Linked DNA regions of Gossypium hirsutum: region 2 is linked to region 1. The links are chromatin contacts, called in public Hi-C maps. All regions are on one chromosome and are shown on one strand. The core of a region is the stretch at or near the end of the contact, and the rest is flanking DNA. Distances in the headings are between cores, read along the strand shown.

What was found. A called contact is a pair of places that touch in the nucleus more often than the background predicts.
Region 2: a Hi-C map of fibers shows a contact between it and region 1, with 4 times the contacts expected there. The contact joins the promoter of LOC107896671 here to the enhancer-like site in region 1. A contact is called at or near these places in 3 of 34 Hi-C or Micro-C datasets (callus, fibers and leaf).

What each region holds. Positions count from the first base shown.
Region 1 is chrA10:92,339,602-92,342,301 of Gossypium_hirsutum_v2.1, forward strand. No RefSeq gene overlaps it. Among protein-coding and RNA genes, the nearest start is that of LOC107895987, 3.0 kb to the right of the region's middle. Within about 2 kb of position 1,255, at least 2 of the 9 cell types and tissues checked have an H3K27ac peak or open chromatin away from gene starts, as enhancers often do. A contact at or near this core is called in fibers, where this site is marked.
Region 2 is chrA10:92,395,067-92,397,766 of Gossypium_hirsutum_v2.1, forward strand. It overlaps LOC107896671 (SAL1 phosphatase), which reads left to right and starts at 1,288. Exons shown (of 8, transcript XM_041079023.1): 1 at 1,288-1,576; 2 at 1,694-1,775. The coding sequence starts at 1,511.

The sequences.
Region 1 (2,700 bases), core at 5-2,504:
TTAAAAACAATATTTTTAAGAAATTTACACCATTTAACCAATGACTCATTTACAAATACCAAATAATATCATTTAAACTACAATGATGATCTATTCTTCATTCAGAGGTGCATGGTTTTCTTTTTCAAGCTATCTTAAGACACTTCTGGCAAACTCAAGCTATCATATATGCTTAACAAAATGACTTTTAAAAATAAAAAATAAAGCCTTTGCAAAAGTTACCTCTGACCTACTTATTTTGTATGATTGATTACTTTGTTCTTTTCTAAATGAATATCGATATATCCTTTTTCTCCTTCACCTATATAAATATAGGTCTTTAATTTCTAATAAATTTTAAAATTTTGCATAACATCATAAAATAAAAAAATAATTCCAATATATGACAGCCAATAATTCAAACCACAGAAATTGGAGAACAACTCTCTTTTTTTTGCATTATTTAATGTCCAATAATATAACCAGCAATAAATATGTACATCATGAGCATGAACTATTCCTTCATTAGAATGTTTCATATTGTTTACCAGACTCTCAATGCAAACTTCAGATTTTTTAAAATTTTGCTTAAAGGGTGAAGAAACTATACATCTTGACCTCTCATTCTCCTCCTTGGAACCAAATCTTAGAAACACTTTTGAGGGCTTCCACAATATTCATTTTCATTTTAACATCAGTTTGGTATTATTTCTAAAAAATAATTTTAGAAGAAAAAGTATTTTTAAAATAAAAATATATACCTTTAAACTTTTCAAAAGTACTATAAGTAAAAAAAATGCTTCTTAAAAATACTTTTTTTACCGAAAATAAAAATAAAAAAAATTTAGTTATTATTCAAAAGTGTTTTTTTACTCAAAAACTCAGTTTCAAATGACTTGTAAAATTATTTTTTTTTTACTCCAATAATGTTATCATGCCATAAACTATAAATGTTCGGTTTCTTCCACGAAAAACAACATAAAACTTCTCCATATTCTTTTGTTAGTTCATTCTTCGAAAACCCCTAAGCCTTGATAAACTTCAGCTTAAACAAGTAGAAGTTTAAGGAAATAAGATCTAGCAATAATGAAGCAACCGACTCTCGGAAACAAAACTTTGAAAAAAAATTCTCTAGTAAAACAAAAAGATGAAGATGAGGGATCTAAAAAGAAGCTTTGAAATCTTTTTGCCAATAAAAATAGAGAGATGGAGATGATGGATCTACAAAGAACCTTTAAAAAAAAATTCCAAGCAAAACACATAAGTGTAGATGAGGGATCTGCAAATAATATTTGAATTTTTTTCCAATAAAAATAGAGGAAGATAAGGGGACGAGGGGCTAACTGATGGGACTTGGGAAGGAAAATTTTTGTCCTCAGTTTGGCATTGGGAAGGAAGTGAAGCCGTACAAATCGACTTTTACACATTAAAAGAGAAGAAACATTTACTATCGCAATTTTGTTTCACATTAAACTAGAAATAATTATTACATTTTTTTATGAGAGAGATTATTTTAATTTTAAATTTCAATCCACATTACAAGTATATGTTAGAAAAAAATATAAAATCAAATATTTATATATATATAATAAGAATAATTGTATGAAATTATTTATTATCATAAAATATTAGTCTAAATTAAAAATGACCTAATTTGATTAAGATTAATTGATGAATTTATTAGAAATTCAGGTTAATGTGTAAAAGTTATTTATTAGAATTATAATTCTAAAATTACAAATACATAAACTTTCTTGATATCTCATCTTTAAAAAAAAAAGAATCATCATTCTCTAAAATATTTTTTTGTTAATTTGGAAGATCAAAACTAAAAGATCTCAAGATATCAATGGATTCAGATATGTTTTTGCATCTTTTTTTTTGTTCTTGATGATTTCATATGACAAATCTTTATTTATTAAATTTCATCTTAGAGTTTTACGGTTCTAACAAGTGTCATACAGTCTTCTCATATTAAATCATCGAGAATTGATTAAATTTTCTTTTTTTTAGAATTGATATATGAAACTATGGGTTAGATTTTTTTTTTCTGAGTGACGTTTGATAATTTAATTATATATATATGTGTGTGTGTGTTAATATTTGAGATTCACGATAATATGTTTGAGTTTCGATTATTTATAAAATGTATTAACTTCTTAATAACGAATGGTGTTTTTCTCTTGTTATATATGTATGGTCGAAATATTAGAATTAATGTGTTAAAAGTACTGCTTTTGGTTGTTATTATTGATTTTTATGATAATCTCAAATTTTTGTTTAGACATTGATAATGGTTACTTTAATGAAATATATTGGAAAAGAAATTGAGAAACTAGATTGATTTTGCAAAAAAATTTATAGAATTATGTTGTTTTTCATCTCTCTCTTGAAAACACGTTTTATAAGGCGCATTTTCATTAAAGGCAATGAAAACGCGAGTGCATTTTCCTTTCAACGATAATTTCCCTACGACTACTAGGTCTCCAGCAACCATAAAAATTCTTATATAATCCCCTCCAAATTTTAATCTTTTCAACCAAATACTCCATAGCCATTCTTCCTTCCTAAATTCTCAATCCTCAATCTTCAATCCTCAATTTCTAATTTTAGATTTTCAATCTTCAAATTTAAAATTTAAATTTTCAATTTTCAATTTTCAATTTTAATTTTGAATTTTCAATCCTCAATTTTTTAACTTTTTTTTAAATTTTATTCTCT
Region 2 (2,700 bases), core at 38-2,537, 55 kb after region 1:
CGGTCATTTGTTCCAATAACAACAAGAGCACATCAAAGTCAAAGCACATAGACTTTAAATTCATGGTTTTTAAAGTAAGAGTTCAGAGTGAGTCATGTGTCTATAAATAATATTGGGACAAACTACATTATTGTAGATTCATTTACTGAGGGACTACCACCCAAGGCTTTTATGAGCACATTGCTCATATGGGTGTAATGTCCTTTTAGGATATTTAGTTTTAGTGGGAATTTTAAAATTTTTTTGTTATACACATTTTTAGTTATTTCAATTTACACATATTAAGGTTATTTTCTATAGAAATAAGGTTTATCTGGTTTATTTACACTCTGATTTTGGTAAGACTTGATCTCACTAAGATTAAGGTGGACTAGTTAGAAATAGAAATGTTTAGGTCACAATACATAAAATTTCCATGCTACACATTTATATTTGATCTATATCATTTTTTATTAATCTATGCGATCAAGGATGTATTCAATTATGATATATGTAACGAAAGTTGTCTTGATTATTTGTTAACATAATTAATAGATGAGATTGTCTGGAATACCTTTTGGATATGATACTAAAGTTTTAGCTCATAAGGTTATATAATGACGTGTGGTTATAGAGTAATTAGTATATATATGTGGTCCAAGTGGGAGATTGTTGAAAAAATATGGACATCACATATATAATAAGAATAATTACATGTTTTTATTTACTATCATAAAATGTTAGCTCAATTTAAAAGTGATCTAATTTGGTTAAGGTTTATTGGGCTTCAATTATTAAATAAATTATGTACCAAATATGTGTAGATACTCTAAAAAACTAATTTCTAATTGATGATGAGTTGATTAGAAATTTAGGTTAATATGCAAAAGTTATACATTAGTGTTATAGTCCCCAAATTACACACGTAACTTTTTTATATTCCATCTTTAAAAAAGAGAGAGTTGTCATTCTTTAAAAAACTTGTGTGTTAATTTAGATTATCAAAATCAAGAGATTTCGAGATATCAATGGATTTAAGTACATTTGCGCATCTAATTTTCTTATTCTTAATGATTTGATATTATAAAGCTTGATTTATTGAATTTTGTACCAAAATTTTGCTGTTATAACACATTAATCACATCTACATATAACATTTTTAACAATTTTTGCAAAGGCATGGTATGTTCTTAAAAGCTGAAATTTACAAAATAAAACTCATAAATTATTGACTAATGATTAAACTTAATTAAACAAAGAATTAGGTGATGATTGAGGAAGCACCATATATTAGCTGCCAATGAATTTTCAGTATTTCACAAGTAATGTCTTTGGTCGGATATATATTAATCATTACTCAAAACGAGAAAGTGAAACTGAAAGTTGCTGGAAATTTCATCACTCAATCGGCTGGTAGCGCGAAGTTTCGTACTTTAAAATTTATCTTTTAATTGGTTGAGATTTATTAGTCGCAACCCTCTCTCTTCTTCATCTCAAGTATTTGCCCCTTCCTCCTTCTGTGGCTTTTGCAATGGCTTATGATAAAGAGCTGGCTGCCGCCATCAAAGCTGCCTCTCTCGCTGCTCGTCTCTGTCGGGTAATTTCCCTTCTCACCAAAAACCAAAAACAAAAACCCCCATTTTCTCTGCATTTTCTGTTCTGGATTTTCAATTTTTTTCTACGGAAACTGAATTAGGGTTTATGTGGGTTTCAGAAAGTTCAAAAGGCGTTGCTTCAATCAGATGTTCGATCAAAACATGGTAGGAATAAAAGTCCCGTAACAGTAGCTGATTATGGTACGTTTCCTTTACTTTCTTTGCGCCTCTCGTTGACTTGCTCTTTTCTTTTGCCTTAATCTTGTTGTTTCTTATTCAAATATACATTCTGGATTCAGAACGTGTTTCAATTCCTTTTTAAGCATATGATTAATGCCCACAAGTTGAAATATGAACCAATTCTGTGGCTTAATTCACAATTTTGCTTTCAAATATACTCATTTTCTTACATCTATTTTTTTTTCTATTTTAGTATTTAAAGTTTTTTTTTTCAATATGCTGCCTAAACCATACCTCGGTTTTTTTTTAAAGCTTTATGTTAAATTTGGTTTTTTCGTGATACCTAAATTTTTTTATTTTATCCTAGATTAATATTTAAATTATCATTTTATTATTCTATTCAACTTTTTTTTAGTGGTGTTAAAAAACCAGTTGACAAATTATGCCAATCAAAATGTGTCACGTGACATATTCAACCAATGAAAATGTATCACATGACAATTAAGTTTATTTAAAATAAAAATATTTACCCACCATTAACCGGAAATTGACAAAATTCAAATATATATATAAATAATGTTTTGAGATTTTCGAAATTTAGATATATTTTTTTCGCAGTTCCGTCAGTTTCGATTAGAGTTTTGTTGGTTGAAGATCGAGTCTAGATTCTTTTAATTTATGAATTGGTTATTATAATAGCCTAGTGTTGTCTCTTTTCTACCAAAAAATACTTTCATATAATATTTTTATTTTTTAAAAATTTATTTTTATATATTTTAGAATTTTATAAAAAATATTTTTAAATTTTTTGAATTATTTAGACATTATATAATTTGTCTTTTAAACAATATATTATATATAATATTAAAAAATAAAAAGAAGGTTGAGTGGCATGTTACGTAATCACTCAACAGTTGGTCAATATCGATCAACAATGGTTAACGGT